Regions from separate parts of the Mus musculus genome. Here region 2 is linked to region 1. The links are chromatin contacts, called in public HiChIP or PLAC-seq maps. All regions are on one chromosome and are shown on one strand. The core of a region is the stretch at or near the end of the contact, and the rest is flanking DNA. Distances in the headings are between cores, read along the strand shown.

Region 1 (6,304 bases), core at 2,633-5,132:
ACATTCTCTCTTCCTCTTTCATAGTAGCAAAAATCATTTAAAAAATAATATCAACAAATGGGGCTGGAAAGAAAGCTCAGCTATTAAAAACATTTACAGCTCTTGTGGACCTGAATTTGGTTCCCAGCACACACTGGTCAGGACGCTACAGGAGGACCTGGCACCCTCTTCTGGTTTCAGTGGATACTACACCTACATGCACACAGAATACATAGTTTTTAAAAGCCCTTATCTGGGCCTTGGGCCTCTAGGAGGGGACAAATATTGCTCTATTTCCTCAGGCTAGCTCCCAGGAACCTAGCTGATGACCGAGGGGCAAAGTCTTTGTTTTGAACTGGATGCTCCTGTCCCTCCAAAGCAACTGAACCCCTCTCCCCCAGGTGCAGTACCAGGACAGGACATGGGGCCTTTGGAGGTCATTGGCTCATGAAGGTGGACTCCCATTACTGAGATCTCTGATCCTTCTGTCACGTGAGGATTTGGGGGCACTCCTCCAGGGTTGCCTTGTGGGCTCAGCCACTCACAGACTGGGTACAACTGTCCCCCTTCCTAGGCTTCTCGTCCTGTGGCAGTACCATTGCCCAGGCTAGCTGTTGGAATGGAATGACAGAGCTTTGCTCAGGCCTGGTAAACAACAGCGATGGATCGTTCCTGCTGTCGTCTTAGTGGTGGAAGGACACAGAAATGATTGGAGAAGTAACCAAAAGAAGCCACCAGGACTCCTTTCAGAAGTCCTGGCCTTGTGAGAAGTCCAGGCTCAGCTACGATTGTCCGGTTCGCCTGTGAGCCACAGGCAGGGAGGGGCACCCCTCACCGAGCACTGTCACCAGCAAGAGCCACAGCATCCGCTCTCTGGAGCAAGCGGGCCAACTCACCAGCTTTTCCAGCTCGATGATCTTCTTCTCCTGCAGGTGGATCTGCTGGTTCTTCATCTCCAGCACCTGCTTCAGGCTCTGCATGTCTTCTTCCAGGTGCTGGTATGGAGCCAGCGCAATCTACAAGGGCAGAGAGTGTACGTTTCATACCAGGTTCCCGGCTCAGCACGCTGTATGAACCAGCCCAGTGTGATTGCCGTGCTTCCGCAATGTACAGCCATAGCACCTGTGCAGGAGCGGGTGCCAGCACCTCCGAGGGGGGATTCCTGGGATAACACAGGCTCTGACCCTCCTCCCACAGGACTGGATCCCCAGGGCGCTGGGGGGTCTCACGTGTCTCGCCCATGTCCTTAAGCTCATGCATAGGAAACAAGCCAAGCGCTTTACAAAGCAAAGTGGATGGAGGAAGTCTCTCAAGGCTCCGCCCCTAGATGAAGAACTATGGGTAATGAATGGCTACCAAGGGGCGGAGGATCGGTCATTCCCGGATTGGTTACCCAATTCCCTGTGGTCAGCCCTAGTAAACACATGCGCATATGAACAGCATTAGACAGACTCTGAAGGTCCTAACTGTCTGTCTGTCTGTCTGTCTGTCCTTTTGTCACAATAATGATCAAAGAAGAGGTCATGAAGCCGAGAGAGGGGCCATGGAGGAACTGGCAGGGAAGAGTGTGGGGTGGAAATAATGGTGCTCATGTAGAGAATCTAACGATAATAAATGTTAAAGAAGATTTAATATGCTCAATCTATCAAAGATACCATCCCCTAATTTTTTAAAAAAGAAACTATCTTTTTAATTTATTTTTATTTTTTTAATATACATTGGTATTTTGCCAGCAAGTATGTCTGTATGAGGGCGTCAGGTCCCCTGGCAAAGGAGTTACAGATGGTTGTGAGCTGCCACGTGGGCTCAGGGAATTGAATTTAGGTCCTCTGGAAGAGCACCCAGTGCTCTTAACCACTGAGCCATCTCTTCAGCCCCATCTGCCCGCCCCCTCCCTTTATCCCCTTAGAGACAGGGTTTCTCTGTGTAACTTTGGCTGCCCTGGTATTCACTTTGTAGACCAGGCTGGCCTCAAACTCAGAGATCTGCCTGCCTCGGCCTCCCAAATGCTGGCATTAAAGGTGTGAACCACCACATGCACAGCTTGTTCTGTTTTTTTAAAAAGCCGTTTATGAGAATGACATGTCAGAGCGGGGGCTGGTGGACGTGAACAAGTAAAACGGTGGGACATCAATTTTAATTTGAATTTCAGAGAGGCAACATTGAAAACCCAACCCAACCCAAGCTAGCTGCAGCAGCAGGCTTGTAACACTGAGAAAGAGGCAGGAGGGTGGGAAGTTCACAAGACTGTCTCAAAATGAGGAGGAGGAGGAGGAGGAGGAGGAGGAGGAGGGGAAGGAGGAGGGGGAGGAGGGGGAGGAGGGGGAGGAGGGGGAGGAGGGGGAGGAGAGGGAGGAAAATGAGGAGGAGGGGCAGGGGAGGGGAGGAGGAGGAGGGGAAGAGGAAGGAAGGGGGAGGAGGAAGGAGAGGAGGGGGGAGGAGGGTTAGGGCTTTGGCTGGGGGCTGGAGAACTAGCCTAGCGCACATGCAGCCCAAGGTTCAATCCACTCCCCCACAGGATAAAAAACAGTATAGTATTTCAATGGATGGTGCCCATCCTTAACTTAGTTCACCTCTCTCCAACACTGCGTTAGATGGTAGGAGGTTTTCCAGCTTTATTGGGGAAAAATTACCTTCTTATAAGTCACATCTTAGCTGGCCCTGTCCATTGCCAGCCTAGAGCACATCTGTGAAAGCAGGGTATGGACTGTCTCCAGCCGGAGAGGAGGTTACATCATTGGTACCTAAGGCCCCTGCCTAAGGAATAATGTGGGATTTGGCAAGAAATGGCAGGTGCTGGAGAGACCCAGGGTCTTGGGGAGCCTATGGTCTGTCTTGGGGAGAGGAGCTGTCAGGCACTGAACACACATCCCAGAGATGTTAGGGTCCCTCCCTGCAGCAGCAATGGCTCAGTGTGGAGGCCTCGTCCTTGGGCAAAACTACAGAGGAAGCCAGCTCATGTCCCCACACACTGGGTGGCCCGGGTGGGAGGCCATGATTACCTCTAGCTGCTCCTCCGTGGTTTTCCTTAGAGCTTCCTCAAAGCGCCGAGCTCTGTCACGCAGAGATTGGCTCTGAAAAGTTAGCGTGTCCACCTGGTCCTGCAAGTGACAACAAGAGATGTCCCTCCAGGGGCCACATGGAAAGATACAGTGGCAGCTGGGGGTGAGCAGCCTAGTTTTCATCAACCTGTCACGAGTTGGGAAGAGGGACGCTGTCAGATTGTCTGTGTGGTATTTTCTCCATTAATGATTAACGTTGGTATGATCAGCCCACTGTGGGCAGAACTATCCCTAGGCAGTTCTAGGGGTAGCTGAAGCCGGGCAGTGGTGGCGCACACCTTTAATCCCAGCACTTGGGAGGCAGAGGCAGGCAGATTTCTGAGTTCGAGGCCAGCCTGGTCTACAGAGTGAGTTCCAGGACAGCCAAGGCTATACAGAGAAACCCTGTCTCGAAAAAACAAAACAAAACAAAACAACAACAACAACAACAAAGGTAGCTGAGTTAGCTTGTACAGCAGTTCTCCTCTGCTCTCTGTATCAGTTCCTATCTTCAGGTTCCTGCTTTGGCCTCCCTCAATGATGGGCTGTAACCTGTCAATCAAATAAACCCTTTCCTTCCTAAATTGCTTTGGGTCAGTGTTTTATCACAGCAACAGAGAAGCAAACTAGGACCCCAAGAGAGAAGGCCATCCAGGATCACCGGATCCTCTCCTCCCAGGCTCATGGCTGACCCTTCTGACCTCAGGGCTGTCCTATGAGGGGCACCACACATTTTTATTCAGCTTAATACTCTCCCCACTCAACCAGCAGCCCCATCTTGGGGCAGCGGTCTGTGTGTGCTAAAGGAATGGCAGCATGTCTGTGGTACCCAGGACTCCTTCCTGTTCAGCTTCACAGCGACTGTGGCTAAGGAGACGCCTGACCCCAACCCAACCACAGTGACGATGTCATCACAGAACATGAAGTGTGCTTGCCAGCGAATTTGCACTCTCCATGACTAAAGAGCACCTCTTCATCTACAGATCACTTGCTGAGGAGTCCACGGTTACCCCAATGACTTCTTCGTATCGGCTGTATTAAGACACAGGGGCTCTCATGAACTCTTCTAGGAGAGATATGGCCTTAAGCCATGATTGGAAGGAGCTGGGACTCACAAACGAGGGGACACAACGTGCTCACACAGGAGCCAGCTCATCAGGCTACTTCCTTCCTTCATAGGAGAGAGCTTCCATTTCCACACTTCCTGTGTAGTCCTGGCTGTCCTGGAACTCACTTTGTAGACCAGGCTGGTCTCAAACTCAGAGATCCGCCTGCCTCTGCCTCCCAAGTGCTGGGATTAAAGGCATGTGCCATCACTCCTGCTTGCCTTTTGCTTTTGAGAAACAAAAGTCCTCAACTTGCCATTAAATGCTAACACTGACACACAGGGACAACATAGCTGTCAGTGGGAGTTTGTGCTCACCAGAGCGAAGGAGTGGAAAGTGTCAGTTTGGAGTGGCTCCTCTGGACCAGCACTGGGCTATGTCCATCACCACTTCACTCACCTTCCAGAATGGGCTATAAAATACCTGGTGCTACCCGACTCCCACAGCAACAATCACAACCTGGGAAGCATTTAAACAATCCAACCAACATATTTCTGCCTTGTTCACTGTTCAGAACAGATCTGCAGAGATGTAAGGTCTCTCACAGCAGTCAAGTCAGGACGGAATGGTTTTCAACCCTCGATGGCTACTTTATGTCGTGCAAGAGATGTGACCCTTCTTGGGGCTCTCAGAGGTCAACAAACGGCACACTAATAAAAAGTGTCCCGCTGCCTGGAGCTGTTCATTGCAGCTGTTCCTCATTCTTGCCTCTTGCTACAAGCCAGATGTTAAATTCAGCCCCAGACCTCACTTTCCTTCATCTGCTCATGTCCCCATTTTACAGGTGAATAACTGAGGTTGGCAGAGTCTGCATCGTTACCCTAGATCTCAAAGCTAGCAAGAACTGGTAGGGTGGGGATTTGAACCTCTAACTGCCCAAACTAGTAATTCCCTTAGCTGCCTAGGGGCACTAGGAAGTTGGCTCTGGCGACTCTGCCCTCTAACACACCAATGCCAAACTCAAAAAGTTCCTGCTGGGTGAGAGTTACAGCATACAGAATTGTATGGCTTTTGGCTGATGGAGCAGAGAGGACTCTGTGACATGAAAGACAAGCACCATGCTGTTGTGTTGCACCCCAGATTCTAAGTTTTCTGTAGTGTTCTCCCTGTGACCCTGGCTTCCTTTTGGGGTGGGCTCATTATAACAGAGATGTCATCAAAAAAAAAAAAGCAAGATTTCTGTTATAGTCATGGGAACAGTCGTCCCAATTTCCAGACAAGGGTGATCATGACATTTAAAAACCCCTGTCTTCTCTAGTCAGAATCACTCCAGCTGGGGTCATGGCTAGGCTGTCATATCTCTGTGTGTTCATTCCCAGGCGGCTCCCTCTAGCACTAGGGCGGCTTCTGGCTCTTTAAAGGCAACTGGCAAGTCTCAGAAGGCAGGAAGGAGATAATGTGCCTGGGAGATGCCACAGTCCTTTAAGACCAGGAGGAAGCCAGGCAGCTTGGCTTACATCTAAGACCAACATCTTCCCCAGGTGAGAGGCAGAAAGGGTGATTTTTCATCCTACCCGCCTCCAGGTAACCTAAGCCAAGGTGAGCCAGGCAGTGGTGGCGAATTCCCCTTAATTCCAGCACTTGGGAGGCAGAGGCAGGTGGATCTCTGAGTTCAAGGCCAGCTTGGTCAACAGACTGAGTTCTAGGACAATCAAGGCTACACAGAAAAACCCTGTCCTAAGAAAACAAAACAGGCAGATAAAAACCTCCAAGGGTGGTCTACCAATTCCAGCCTTCATAACCTCATTGTTTTCTAGAATGTTCTCCTCCCATCCCAACCCCTCTCTCCAGGTACCTCTGACACAGCAAATGGCCTACTAACTTAATGTTCTCTGATGCATTAGTCATGAGGCGCAGTGACTTCTCAGAGCTATTACACTTTCCCCACAGCTCTGTGAAGAGAGAACCATGTCTTCTTTGTCTCCATGTTCCAGTACACGGCAAGGGTCAGGTAAATGTCTGCAAGTGAGCATGATGCTGTGGCTATCCTGACACCGGCTAAGGATGTTGGGGGACACTGACTGACCTGTAATGTCAGCCGCAGCTTTTCAAAGTTTTCTTCCAACTCCTTCTTCTCAAATTCATGAGTAGACATCAGTTCTGGGAAGAAAAAGATGATGTCAAATCGCTAAGTGGGCCTTTCTTTTGAAAAGCAAAAAACAATGCTGTTTGGTCCAG
Region 2 (6,304 bases), core at 1,940-4,439, 410 kb before region 1:
TGTAGTTGACACATATGTTTCTTTTAAAGATCCCTTTAATTTTATGTGTATTAGTGTTTGCCTGAATGTATGTATATGTACCGTGAATGTGCAGTACCAGTAGAGGCCAGAAGGCATCATATCCCCTGTAACTATGAGCTACCATGTGGATGCTAGGAAGCAAGTTTGAGTCCCCTGCAAGAGCAGCCAAGTGCTCTTAACCTCTGAGCCACCCCTCTAGCGTTAATAGATTTGTTTAGTATCTTTCTATCATATGAGACCTCCTTCACAACAAATGCTATTGGGCAACTACTAGAAGCCTCATTACCTTGATTTAGGATTTCCTTGGCAGCAACATCTAGTAATGTTGTTGTTGTTGTTGTTGTTGGTGGTGGTGGTGGTGGTGGTGGTAGTGGGATGTTTTGTGTGTGTGTGTAGGTGTATGTCTCCAAATCTATGTTTTCCTCACAGCTCTGTGTGTTCAATGCTTTTCTCTTTTCTGTTTCTAAAGTGATGTGCAGATTGCAGATTCAGGAGCCATGAAGCTTGTCCATGGGCATTCAAAGTCACTGGTGGGCAAACCTACAGGAGAACCCCCAAGCAGAACTAGTGACCATGGTCTGTGTTGGAGGGAGGGATAGGTTTGGCTTTTATTGGGGTCCTGAGCTTCTGTTGTTCATGAAATGCATCTCTCCTCTTAAAGGGGACAGGGGAAGTTTATTCCTGAGATAAATATTCATGGCAGAGGCCTAGGGGCAGGGATTAGGGTTACCCCAAATTCAATGTTACAACATGGAAATAATTTCATCGAGCTGTCATAATCCCCGAATAAAAGAAAGTCATACATAAATCAAGGCATTCCCCAGATCTATTCATGGGAACATCAGGTAGGTGGGTTAGAACAAAAGGAAAGAAACCTGCTATGGATGTCTGATGTGGTCCCATGACATTCTTCACTTTGGATTTGTGGAAGCAAAGATCTTGTCTTAATTCACTTTCCATTGGCATCCAAAGCAACCTGTGAGAGTTTATTTCAGCTCACAGCTCATCGTCCATCCCTGAGGGAAGTCAGGGCAAGAATTCTGGCAGGAACCTGGAGGCAGGGACTGAAGCAGAGGCCACCGAGGAGCGCTGCTTACTGCCTGGCTTCCCTTGAACTGATTTCTCAGCTAACTTTTTTATATTGCCCAGGACCACCTGTCTCAGGGCTGCAGTAGGCTAGACCCTTCCACATCAATGGCTAAGCAAATGTCCCCAGACTTTCCTACAGGCCAGCCTGATAGTGTCAAGTTGACAAAGACCTAAATAATGCAATCTAAAAACCTGCGCCTGAGGGTCACACGGTGTCAGGTTGGACACAGAGAACAGCTATGAAGAGGAGTTTTCGGTGTAAGATAACTTGGACTCTGAATCTATAACATTTCTACTCTGAACCACTGGGAAGTTCTAATCAGCCAATCTCCTTGCAGAATCTTTATCACGAGTATGGATTTTTTTCCCTTGCAACTTTGCTTCCTGCTCTGACTTTTCAGAGGGCATAATACAAGCACTTAGCAACCCACTGTAAGGTCTTAGCTAAGCACACTCGAGATCCAGATGGGATCGGTAGGGGTTCAGGACTGAGGGGTGGGGAGACCTGGGATTCTTAGAACTCGATGAGATTGGAAGAGGCCTGGGAGACGCCATGCATGCTGGCCAGGTGTCTCTCCTAATGAGACCAAAACTCAAAGGCTCAGAGAAGTCACCCCAATACTTACTCTCTATCTCTGGAGTTGGAGATGAATCATCTGTCCTTCCATTTTTAAAATAACTGTGTGAGTAATAGTGCTAATATTTTCCATTTTAAGAGAAACCCAGAAAGTGAAAGGAGATTGTTTTCCTTAAGCAATGCAGATGCCAATGTAATAAAACCCTTCGAGTACTTGTGTGTGCGTACAGCAGGTAAAGCATGTCACAGTGGGTTCACCCTGGTCACATGGAAGGACACCGGACTTTCTGACCAGGGTCATCTAAGTATCTGGGAGAAAGACAGGGGTTTAACCTTCCCTAAACTACTGAATGCCACTGTAATAATTGGTTGCCAGGGCACTGGAAACCTTCGGGATGGGTGGCTCCACGGAGCCTGCATCTGCTGGCTGCCCTTCTGTCGGATGCAGGAGGCGGACGTGGGGGAACCAGCTCTCTGTGGCTGCAGATCTGCACCCTGCCTTTCCTCCCCAGCTGCCAGTTTGAAGGGCATGTGGGCTGTGTGATCCCTTTGTTCCTTTGAAAGAGAAGAGAAATGTGCTCGGTGTAAAAATAGGGTTTAAAAGGCTTTAAAAACCAATCATGCCACATCAGGACGGGTGACAGAGGAGAGTGCTTCCTGTGGTGGCACCTGCAGAGACCCCTCCCCCACCCCAGGTATCTCTGCCCCGCCCTGCTTCTCCTCTGCACCTCGGATTGGGTGCTCCTGGGATTCCATCTACTGGAGCCACTTGCTTTTAGGGTTTAAAGAGAGTCAATTCACTCACTGGGGGCAGGAGACAAAGCTGGGCTTGGGGCTGGGGCTTCTCAGTCCTCTCTCTGGTCCCCTTATTTTTACTTAAGAGCGGCAGGCTTTTCCATTAAAGTTCCCAGATCTTCCTCCACAAGCCCTTTCTATATTTTTAGCACCACAGTCCCTCTTATCTGGATGTGGTAACCCCTTAAAGTCTTTGAGGGCCATCCAAAAAACATCCAGGGTATCTTGTTAAAGGACGAAGCGTCAAGAGCGACGTGCCTTTTACATACTGGACCTCACATCACCTTTTGCTAGTTTTAAGGACTTTATTTACTCTTTAAGGGCAAGAATCGGGCCCTAGGTCAGCTAAAGATGCACTCCATTAAAGATGCACAATTAATTCCGTGGCACTCTGTAGGGATCTCTGCACACGACCCTCCAGCATGGCTCCTTCCTTGCTGTGACAGCCTCAGTCAGGGGCTGAGGCTTGTAGCTCAGTCTGTAATCAGTTGTTCTTCACTGCTGGCCTTGAGGGGAAAAAAAGTCATTTGCTGTGCCCCGAAGGGAGTCTTTAGTGTAATTCCACATTCCTGGCTGGTACCCAGGGCCCCACACTAGCTGTCAGTCCCACCTAGCTCCCTCCTCACCATCCCCGTGTTACACCAGGGCCCCACTCAGGGCTTTGGCATCAGACCTTCATCCGAGCTTTCAATCTCAGCTCTGCCAGTGACTCTGGGTAAGCAATTAATGAGTCACTTTCCTCTGGAAAGTGGAGTTAGTGGCACTTCCTTTATTTGTACAGAGAAGGCTTTTGAGCATATGTGAGACTGTTCGGTGACTTGGAACAAGAGCTCTTCCCTTCTGAGCTCTCCTCTGTGATTTGTCAGAAAAATTACCATAACCAGCCCACAGTGCTGGGTGAGTGGTCTGACAGCTGTCTCCCTGGTGCAGCCCTCTGAGTAGCGCTAGTGAGGACCCTATGCTGACTGCAAAGATAGCCCACCCCCCACCCTACCCCCATAGCCCCCCTTTCCAGACACCCACCTCCATTACTCCCATCAGTCCCTGGGACTCCTGGGATGGCAGGGAGGCTAGGAACCACCCCACCCCACCCCACCCCCTTTGCCAGATCCTCTACCTTAAGAAAACATTACTGGGGTCCAGAGAGATGGCTCAGCAGTTAAGAGCACTCACTGCTCTCACAGAGGGTCTGAGTTCAGTTCCCAGTACTTGTATTAGATAACTCACAACCAACCATCTGTGATCCCCCCTACAAGGGATCCAACACCCTCTCCTGGCCTCTGTGGTCATACGTGTGTGAGCGTGCACACACACACTTTAAAATTTTTTACTTCACAAGAGATAAAAGCTGTCCACACACTTCAACTTTTCCTAGAGATCCGCTGAGCTCAGCTAAACCTCGCAGTTCTTAGGAAGTGGTGGAGCCAGTTCCACACAGGGACCCCAGCCAGCCAGCTTCCATCTACTCTATCTGTGCTCTTGACAGAGTGGCTCTGCCTTTGAGGATCCAGCTTCCTTATACAGAGATCCTAAATCGGGGTATTGACGCTCGCTCGTTTCTCTTGCCCACACATAGCATCAGCTTTAATGGCGTGTTTTCCGAAGACGCTGCGAGAAAGCCAGGGGCAGCTCCTGCTGTTGCCCTGCTGCCACCAGAACATCATCATGGTACACAGATGCTCTGAGGGTCTTGTCAGAAGAAGCCTGTATCCTAGGAATAATTAAATTTTGCTGCAGAGGAATGAACGGGTTGTGTGTCCTTCATTCCGCTATTCGGTCATTGACACTAAGATTCGCCCTGTGCCTTGCAACGGGATTGTGGAGGAGACAGGAGCCCACAGGCTGATAATGCACATGGGATCCAGAAGAAGCAGACGGAAAGACTCTGTGTTCAGGGGGTGTCGGGGAAGCAGGACACGTTTACAAGAATGCCGTTCTCTTTCACCTCGGCCTTCTTGCTGTCTGGGTTTATGTTTAGTCTCCACAGCAGCCTGACTGTCTAGGGCAGACTCACAGCATATCTGATGTTTCCGTCAACAGCTGATGATCCGTGTGATCTCCATCCTATAAGGTTTAAGGGATTCTGGGAAATTCCTGGTGTGATGCCACAGACATCATAAGGTCACAAGACGGTGTGTGTTAATGGGTTGCTGGCATCCACCCGCCGGCTACACTGCCAGATGTATCTGAGCCTAGGACATATAATTATGTCCAGTACACAATATTGACAGCGCTGGTAAATAGCTAGACTGCTAGTTTATGCATCTTCCATGCTTTCCTTCCATTCTTTCAGAGTGTGTGTCTACTTATTAAAAGCAGTTTACTGTAAATGATCGACCGGCATTAAACTCCACCCCGAGATCTACCAGCATCTGGTGTTTACTGTCTCTTGACCACATGGGATAATTCGCCTGGACACTCAGGCTGGCCCAGCAGTGAGCTGTCTTCTCAGGTTAAGTAGCACAGGATTGAGGCTGCCTGGAGCTTTACCCCTCCTAACACCCAGTCCCTGGAGTCAGGTCAGTCTGACCTCACCCCTTGGATCTAGGCTATGGCTAAGTGACTCAGGCCAGATAAGAGTTCTGTCTGCCTGGCCACCGGGCCACCTGGATTGATATAGAGATAGAGTTTGCCAGGTAAGATGCAGGCTATTTTATTTTTTAAAGATTTATTTATTTATTTTATGTATGTGAGTGCACTGTAGCTATCTTCAGACACTCCAGAAGAGGGCTTCAGATCCCATTACGGATGGTTGTGAGCTCCCATGTGGTTGCTGAGAATTGAACTCAGGACCTCTGGAAAAACAGTCAGCGCTCTTAACCACTAAGCTATCTCTACAGCCTGATGCAGGCTACTTCTAAAAGCCCAATTAAAAATTTGAATTCAGGCAAACAAATCGTTCCTTCTACATGCCAGATATTTCATGAGACACTGCTAAGAAATTATTTGTTGTTCATTGTGAAATTCAAAAATATTTTTATTCGATATTATAAAAATAATCTTTATAATACTCAGGAATTTCAAGGTTAATGTGACATTGTTATGGTTTGGACGCATCTGAACCCTTGGTTCTGGATCCGTGGCGTGCTGTTTTGGATGACGGTGAAAACCTGAGAGGTGGGACCTGGCTGGAGGAGCTAAGTCCCTGGGGAGCGAGTCTAGGTGGAATATTATCTCTGGCTGTCAACTCTCTCTGTGCTTCCTGGCCTTCTGCAACGTATGCTGTGTTCTGCCACAGACCCCTGCTACCACACGGCTCTGCCTGCTCCAGCACACTTGACTCCTCTGAAGAAGCAGGTCGAAATAACACCCCCCGCCCCCCTTGTTTCTGTCTTGCATTTTATCGGTGACCAGTAGACCAAGCAGACTTTTCAATTTTGTTTTGCTGACTCTGGCAATTCTATTTAATAGTCTAGTGGAAACCTCATCTCCTCTAATCAGATGTTTTTGGAATTATGGATTAAAGTCAGCTCTGGGAAGCTGTCTTGAGGAAAGAGTTAGCTGTCAGGCCCACTGGAGAGATGGGAAGAAATTTCTCACTCTTCCAGAGACTCCAGATCCAGCTGTTCAGATGCAGCTGTTCTGATGGGCCCTGGACCTGTCCAACAAAGCAAGTCACTTGCAACTGAAAAACCTTTTCCAGGACCCCTCTCCCCCTCCCCCCACAACACCCCTCTCTGTATGAAATTGAAAGAATTTCTTTCGCCAAAAATCTTTACCATTCCTTAAAGAACATCATTCTATTTTCAGTCTTTCACAGTTTTTAATAGACTTTTTCCAGAGAGTAGCCCATTGCATTTCCAGTACCACACGTGGGTTATC

The links. HiChIP or PLAC-seq counts read pairs in DNA pulled down with a chosen protein or histone mark.
Region 2: a contact with region 1 is called in an H3K27ac HiChIP or PLAC-seq map of CD8 T cells, with 12 times the contacts expected there. The contact joins two enhancer-like sites. A contact is called at or near these places in 4 of 115 datasets of contacts at active chromatin or transcription factors (CD8 T cells, bone marrow-derived macrophages and embryonic stem cells) and 1 of 9 other capture datasets (embryonic stem cells).

What each region holds. Positions count from the first base shown.
Region 1 is chr5:148,298,174-148,304,477 of GRCm38.p6, reverse strand. Mtus2 (microtubule associated tumor suppressor candidate 2) reads right to left here. Exons shown (of 15, transcript NM_001359503.1): 11 at 6,153-6,226; 12 at 2,982-3,080; 13 at 876-995. Among named protein-coding and RNA genes, the nearest start is that of Slc7a1, 99 kb to the left of the region's middle. Within about 2 kb of position 3,882, at least 6 of the 459 cell types and tissues checked have an H3K27ac peak or open chromatin away from gene starts, as enhancers often do. A contact at or near this core is called in CD8 T cells, where this site is marked.
Region 2 is chr5:148,705,161-148,711,464 of GRCm38.p6, reverse strand. No RefSeq gene overlaps it. Among named protein-coding and RNA genes, the nearest start is that of 2210417A02Rik, 34 kb to the left of the region's middle. Within about 2 kb of position 3,189, at least 163 of the 459 cell types and tissues checked have an H3K27ac peak or open chromatin away from gene starts, as enhancers often do. A contact at or near this core is called in CD8 T cells, where this site is marked.